Regions from separate parts of the Gossypium hirsutum genome. Here region 1 is linked to region 2. Evidence: chromatin contacts called from public Hi-C data. All regions are on one chromosome and are shown on one strand. Each heading gives the region's core, a stretch centred on a gene start, on an enhancer-like site or on the middle of the called end of the contact. The rest is flanking DNA. Distances are from core to core; before and after follow the strand shown.

The links. Hi-C and Micro-C count contacts between places; a contact is called where the count stands out from the background.
Region 1: a Hi-C map of leaf shows a contact between it and region 2, with 2.5 times the contacts expected there. The contact joins the promoter of LOC107949913 here to the promoter of LOC107949782 in region 2. A contact is called at or near these places in 17 of 34 Hi-C or Micro-C datasets (callus, cotyledon, fibers and 4 more).

What each region holds. Positions count from the first base shown.
Region 1 is chrD03:39,266,010-39,270,097 of Gossypium_hirsutum_v2.1, forward strand. LOC107949913 reads right to left here and starts at 2,128. Exons shown (of 3, transcript XM_016884675.1): 1 at 2,041-2,128; 2 at 1,582-1,760; 3 at 1,073-1,444. The coding sequence starts at 2,128. The coding sequence ends at 1,073. LOC107949912 reads right to left here. Exons shown (of 2, transcript XM_041090100.1): 2 at 3,672-4,088. The coding sequence ends at 4,008.
Region 2 is chrD03:39,100,701-39,104,815 of Gossypium_hirsutum_v2.1, forward strand. LOC107949782 reads left to right here and starts at 2,627. Exons shown (of 2, transcript XM_016884537.2): 1 at 2,627-3,157. The coding sequence starts at 2,774. The coding sequence ends at 3,157. It overlaps LOC107949783 (nuclear transport factor 2), which reads right to left and starts at 159. Exons shown (of 9, transcript XM_016884539.2): 1 at 1-159.

The DNA.
Region 1 (4,088 bases), core at 878-3,377, 160 kb after region 2:
TAGATTTCTCTTATTTATTCTTGAAATGTGACTATTGTTTGCTTGCAGTGGTTAAAAAGGGGCTATGTGAAGCTGAGTATCCAAGGATGCAAATTTGAGCTGCATTATTCCATCCCATCCAGACAAGAAGGGATCTCTATTTGAACATGATATCTCAGCTTATTTTAAAGACAAATGCTTAGGAAAACAACATTAAAAATAAAAGGTAGCTCTGTCTTGTTTGTCCTCAGATAACCTCTTAATTAACCATTCATAGTATATAAATGTGTAGGCCCTTTAAAAGGGAAACAAAACCTGAAAAAGCATGACGGGTTAATTTTTTCCACTTTAGATGGTTATAAATAAGAGTTGAGCATGTTGGTATTCTACATATGTATGTAGTATAATTATCTAAATATATATTTTTTAAAAAGAATATACTCGTATCAAACATGTTGTCCATTTCTCAACCTTGAGAATTGCATTCATAGGTAGACACTTACGTGATCCGAAATTGCAAACTTTTCGTTTCCTTAGAGTAATTAAATTTAACACTCATGTTTGACATATATCGCATATGATATAATAATCTTTCAAATATAAATTAAAAACAAAAAAAAAGCCAACTATAGCATATAAGGTATATTCTTGTTATTAATCCTTGTACTATTACTAAATTTGGAATTTAATCCATGTACTTTAATTTGGTATTTTTTTTAGTCTTCCTATTGCTATCATTTGAGAAATTAGCCCAAATCATTGTTGGTGTTAAATACTTTGTTGAGATAAAATCATAAATTCAGTCTTTGTACTATCATAAAATTTGAGATTTAACTCATTTACTTTTTTTTTTGATAAAAAACGACCCAAAAGTCAACCTCATTTTATTGCGTCACGAATGATAACATTGTGGATTTCCGAAGGATAATCCAAATTAAAAAACAAATTACATTTGTTCTTAAAAGCAAGCTTACAAAGTAAATCAGCAGCTTCATTATTGCTACGATCAATCCAATTAAAATGGACTAACTCAAAATTCCTAAGGGCCATGCATTCCTTTTTCACACAACGGCCCAGAATGGTAACATCTTGATCACGTTTTTTGACCGTGTTTATTAAAGTTGAAGCCAGATTCAAACCCATAGTCAACGCTTCCAACTTCGCCCAAATTGCATGCCTTAATTGCAAAACCATAGCACCCGGCAAGAACGAAACCATTTGTATCTCTCGTAATATCCCCATAACCGACATACCCATTTAAAACTACGGCATACACGTTGATTTTAATAAAATCATTTAGTGGTTTCTTCCAGCCTTTACACACCGGAGTAGGGGGAATCATAGAGGGTTCGTTTAAATTAAAAATTCTAAAATCTTTGCTGAGGGTTTGCGCCCTATCCCAAACCACCATAGCAGGATCATCCTTGCCCTGGAAGACCATCTTACTTCTGTTGTTCCAGTAGTTCTAGAGGAGAGTAAAGAAGTCAGCAACAGCGTTGTAGTCAAGCTCTTGCAGAATATCTTCCAATCAGTCAATGCATCTATCATAGTTTCCATCGAGAAGCCTATTATTTAAACCCCGATTATGAGAGTTTCACGAACCTTCGAGCACTCTTTCAGGGTATGGAGAAGCGTCTCGTCACTATTTTTACATCTCGGGCAGGTTGTAGAGAAGTTCTGACGGATACGAGCAATGTTAATGTAGGTGGGTAAAATATCATGGCCGATTCTCCAACTGAAAACTTGATCTTGGGAAGCATTTTGAGTTTCCAGATAATTCTCTAGAAAAGTTTATGGGGGCCAAAACCAATTCGCTTTAGAGATAACCAGGAGTAGGCCACTTCACCGTATAAACCCCATGAGGGTTTTGTAGCCACGTTCTGCTATCTTTAAAACCATTAGGAGAAATGGGTAAATTACAAATACAATCCCCCATCTCTCTGCCATATAGCTCGATGACCCTATCCCTTTTCCACCGCTTTTGATCCTAGTCCCACAAGTTATTAACTTTTCTCTCGTCGTTTGTCAAGAGTGGCCAACAAATTGAGTTTCCATTAAGACCTTCAATACCCCAATGGTCCCACTGAATGTCGATCGTGTTACCATCCCCCACTTGCCAAATAAAGCCATCTTTTAATGCATCTGCCATTTTAGTAATGCTTGTCCAGGTGAACGACAGTTTATTACAGAGCTTTGGCCTGAAAACGTCCCCTTTAGGAAAATATTTAGCACTCAACACCTTAAAACATAAAGTGTCCTTGAAGTTTATGAGCCTCCACACTTGTCTTCCTAAAAGAGCCAAGTTGAACAGGTGCATATCCCGAAAGCCCATGCCGCCAATCCCTTTTGGATAACATAAACGATCCCAGGCCATCATGGCCCAACCACAGGTCTTCTCGTTGTTAGTCTACCACACTCGGCCCATTTTTGAATGGAGCTCCTTAATGATTCCTATATGGGCGAGAAAAACAGAGAACGCATATATTGGAATAGATTGGAGAATGGCGTTAAGGAACACTTCTTTCCCACCATAGGATAATAGTCGTTTTGACTAGCAATTGACCCTTCAAGTGCAACGATTAATAACATTAGTAAAAGTTGTTGACTTTTTCCTACTAATAGGTAAAGGTAACCCCAAGTAGCTATCGAGAGTATCAACCATACACAAATCGAGCATAGAGCAAAAATTATGTCTTTGGGCCAAAGGAGTTTTCGGGTTAAATATAATCATAGATTTATTGTTATTAAAATTTTGGCCCGAAACATTAGTAAACTTATTAATAATATTGACTATTTCCTCAACATCCTTTTTTTTATTGCGAATGAAGAAGAGCGCGTCATCGGTAAAAAATAGGTGATTTATATGCGGCCCATTAATACTAGCCCAAATTCCTTTAAGCATATTTTCATTCTGTGCTCGGATTAGTAATTTAGAGAATGCTTCTATGCAAAATAAAAAAAAGGTAGGGAGAGAGAGGATCCCCTTGTCTAAGACCCCTTTCTGGAATAATAGTCTCAAAGAGGGTTGAGTTGCATTTAACAACGTAGTAGACCGAACGAACGTAACTCATAATCTTTGTCACCCATGCATCGGCATATCCCATTTTGTACATAACTTCTTCAATGAATTTCCACTCTACCTGATCATATTCTTTGCTCATATCGAGCTTGATCATGAAACCCTTATTGTGCCCGTTTTTGGCACTTTAAAGGTAATGGACAAACTCATGGGCAATCGATATGTTGCCATTAATCATTCTTCTGGGAACAAAGGCGCTTTGTTTTTGGCTAATGCATCTCAGCAGGGTATCTTTCAAGCGATTAGCAAACACCTTGGCCACAATTTTGTACACCATCCTGCAAAGACTAATCGAACGTAAATTATTCATATCAATAGGTTCTTTCATTTTAGGAATAAGAACAATAATAGTCTCGTTTAACCTATCCACACTCCTATCGCCCCTAAAAATCTCATGGCATAGCTTAATAATATCCTCCCCCACCACATCCCAATTTTCTTTGTAAAAGTTCCCCGACAGGCCATTAATTTCCGGGGCTTTCCTAGGGTCCATTTGATTGAATGCTTTCTTAATTTCAATATTCGTGAAATCTTTCATCTATCTTTCATTCATCTCCCTTGAAATACAATTCTCAATATAGTCAAGATTTAACACATCATTATTATGTAAATTTGACTCAAATAGTTTTTGAAAATACTCCCTGGCCGCATCGCAAATATCTTTGGTATTTTCCTTCCAGTGGCCATGCATGTCATTCAGCCTATCAATGCTATTTTTTTTCTTTCTATTAGTAACTCTAACATAGAAAAACCGGGTGTGTTTATCGCTCTTCTTATGCCAAGTGACTCTCGAATGTTGGGCCCAATACTTCTCTTTATTGTCCAGTAGTTTTCCAAGCTTTAACCTCATAGCCTTAAGCTTGTTACCGGCATACGTGCTTTCCGGGCTATCTATGATTCTATTGATTTTTGACTGTAATGTAGCAATTTGATTGCGCATCTTTTTGTATCAATTGTACTGCCAAACACCTAGGTCTTGGCCCACCTTCTCAATTTTCCCCATTATATCCACAACACCATTCTGCCACTC
Region 2 (4,115 bases), core at 1,377-3,876:
ATAAAATAGGAAATGTGATGGACAATTGAAAAATTAGAGGTTTTAATCTATCATCTAGTCCTCAAAAGTATACTTTTCCTCACTTTGATCCTTGAAAATTCCTTTTGGCCAAAACCAAGCTCTCCCTTTTCAGCCGTCCAGTAGGTCAAAAATTTTAAAAACTAATGTATGTTTTAATTAATTTTCTCATTAATAGCAATAATTGGTTGCATTTAGTCATTTTTCAACATTCACTTTAATATTTAAAATTAAAATAAAAAGTTGATTATCAACTGATAACTTTTAATTAATTAAAATAGGATGATATGCTGATCATAAAGGATGTCCAGTTCATATAATATCTGGTAACAACATATGAAAACTTGTCTTGGGACCATTATGTTATTTCTTTAAAAACTTTAGGGCAGAGCTCATTAAATTGTAATCTATATTTGGTAAAATTTTAAAAGTGTTCACTGCTTTCTACTTTTGAAATATTTCTCTAAAAGTAGGGAAATATAAAATTGTTCCGTGTGGAACACTTTTTTAACAAATGCAGAAATACGAAGGGTCCTCATTGCAATTTTACCCTCCCCATTTAATCTTACTTTCAACATGCAAAACAAAGGAAAAAACCGTTTTCTTTCCTAGATGAGTTTAATATTTAAAAAAGATTCTCCAGTAATTGAAAGAATTCTTTTTTCAGATTTGAGATGATTGGATTCTGATATTATCATGCACATAAGATTAATTTTTTGGATAATGCTCTGGTTTTGTAGTTGATGTTGACAGCAACCCATTTTGTTGAAAAGGACAGACCCAATGAATTGATCCCTTAATAGCCCAACTTCCTAGAATTTATTACTATTACACCTACCTGCTCAAGTTCTTAAACAGAACACTTACCCAATATAATATCACAATCCAATCAAAGTAAATCAAAATACTAACTCGAAATCTGAAAAAAGGAAAAAAATCCAAATTATTTATATAAATTTAATATTACAAAGTTGCTTTAAATCATCATTAAAAATTACGTAATTTGAAACAGTAAATTAATAATTTAGTAATTTTTTAAGAAATTTATATAAACTTTTGTACTCATATTTATATTAGAAAAAGGACTAAAAAACAAATCATGTCAAAATTATTGGAAATGCTTAAAACAAAATTATTCAAAATGCGCACACTGAGTATTTTATCGCGAACTATTTTGGCTAAAGCATCCACGTTTTTGTTTTCTTTCCTAGGAACATGTTGAATGCGCCAATGATGCGCTTATAACAAGAGTTGTTGAATTCTTCTAATTAAAGTTGATTTGTGACCTCCTACAGGTTCTTCTTGAATGGCGAGTATAGCTTCGAGACTATCTGTTTGAATTAAAATATGGTTAAATCCCCTATCCAACGTGAGATGTAATCCATCCAAAATGGCCCACAGTTCAGCATCCAAAACAGAAAAACAACCAAAATATCTGTAAAACCCAAACATCCAAGCCCTATTCGAGTCCTATACAAGCCCCCAGCTGAAGCGAAGTCACCCTCGACTCTGACCAACCCGTCAGTGTTTAAGCACACTGAATCACAAACCAAAGGAGAAGTAGCAACGAAAGGACGAGATTTTTGTAAGGGTGATTTTGAAGCGATAACATACTGTCTTGCCCAACTGTAAGAGATCCTGATAATATCCTTCGTACTCCAAGCATTATCTTGAAACACAAAACAGTATATTAGCATGTGCTTGTCAACTCTAATGTATCAAATATTTTCTCATAATTTAAATATATAGATAGAATTTTTAAAAGGATTATTATTTCGTACATTAGCGGTGTACCTTTTTTCTACAAGCAGTATTAAAAAATTGTCACATGTCTTCTTTTTTTAAATATTTATTTTACTACATCTTATAAGTCATTTATCGATCATTTAGCCCTATTTATGTATAAAATAAAAGGAAATAATTTAAATGTAAATTTATTGTGTTACATGTCATGCCAAAGGTCATAAAAATACAAATTATTAAAATATGTGTAAATATGTAAAATAGTCAGCCCGTATGGGTGCCGACCTTTTATCTCAGCTTCGATTGGTGCTCGACAAGTTTCGCATGTAACTTTGGCACTCATGAGTATTGAATTTCTGAGTTGACTCTCAAAACTAAAATACGACCATTTTATTATAAGTGCAAAAGAAAAAAAGACACCTGGGAAGGCCTTAAAGAGATTTCCTTTTATATATATATATGCATCCCTTAACCTTCGTATTAAGTTACTTATTTTTTATCAAATATTTCAAATCCATATACTAATATATGCAAGGTTTAGTCATGCAATTTTATTTTTAAAATTTTAGTTCCTTTATTTTTAAATTTAAAAAATAAATGATTGTGTTAGGACTATGTTTAAATTTAAGATTTAAGATCTAGACATAATTTAATTCTGGTCCTTCTATAATATTTGTTTTTATCTTAAATTATTTCAGTTAAAATAGTGTCGTCAATATTTTTTTTAAACATACTTATCTCAATTTATCAAGTTGAAATAGATATTTTTTTGTATATATTAGAAAGGTGTTTAAAATATTTTCACTTAACAACAAAAATGTTAACAAGTTGGACTAGTAAATTGAATTTAATAATAATTAGGTGATCGTGATAAAAAGAAAATTTACTAATTTTTGTAAAAAATCGATTTTCTTTTGGTAAAACCGAATAAGGCCTGGAGCAGTCTCGACCCTGGACACTTTCACCAGATCGAGTCCCTCTCTCAATTTCTGTGGTGGGTTTTCAATTAACAATGGCCTCCAAAGCAAGCAGCTCCCTCTTCCAAAGCCTGAGACGCTACATCAAGAAGCCATGGGAGATAACTGGACCCTGCGCCGACCCAGAGTACAAAAACGCGGTGCCCAAAGCCACGGAGTATCGTGTTCGCTGCCCTGCCACCACTTTGCAAAAGCCCATCGTCCCTACCTCCGACCCTGAAACCGTCTTCGACATCAAATACTACAGCCGCGATCAACGCAGGAACCGCCCTCCGATCCGCCGTACCATCTTGAAGAAAGATGACGTGGTGAAGATGATGAAAGAGAAAACCTTTGATGTCAACGATTTTCCAAAGGTCTACTTGACTGCTAAAGTTGAAGAGGATGAGAATGCAGTTGGGGGAGGCTACCAGAAATAGGTCAGATTTCGGAAATTTTTTATTGCTGTTTCTTTAAATGAGATTTCATTTAGCTATTTTTGATGTTTTGAGCTTTGGGTATTGTTCTTTTCTCCCTATCTTGATGAATTTGATGCTTTGAAGATTTGGGTTTTGGTTAATTTTCTGTTTTGAGATGTGGGTAATGATCAGTTTTTCACTATTTCTATGTAAATGTAGTGTGTATGATTTGGGATTTTCAGAAACTGGGATTCCGGGGGAATCTGATTGAGGCTTGATTTGAGTTAATGTATGAATTATGCAGAAGTGGAGTCATTGGAACTAGATGACACTTAAGATTATTAATTGTTTTTCGATTTTGGGTTGATATAATGCCTTTTTGACTACTTATTTTAGGTTTGAGAGTTAAAAGTTTTGAGCAATGTTTATTGGCGAGATTGGAGATACTGATTTTTAATTTTTTTGATGAGATTGGGTGGTTCAAGCGGATACCGAGTTTGTGACAGATGGATTTGGTGCTCAAGATTGAGGATGCCTTTAGCATTCTGAATTATGCGGTCTTGAGGGTTCCCCTATTGTGTCGGGCTTATGAAAGTTCTGTTTTGGGTCGTATTAGGGTTATCATAAGATTTAAATATTGGTACACAGATGTTTAGTTTGATGACAATGCACTATACTTTCTATGAGAACTTGTAAAAATGTATTGTGATGCCCTACTTGTTTTTGACAATGGATTTCTACGTATAGAAAATTGGGATTATGGCATAGCAACATCAAATTCATAGCAACCGGATTGGATTAAAAGGTAGTTAGAAATAATGTGGTAATGCATGACAAAATATCCACTCTTCTGTCTCTTTTTTGTGAAAGAAAAATAACGATTTAACTCTTTAAACATTTTGATTCTTTTATCGCGCTAAACCTCAAAGGAAGTGCAAGAAACAACGATCCTACTTTATAAGCACATTGCCTTTCTAAA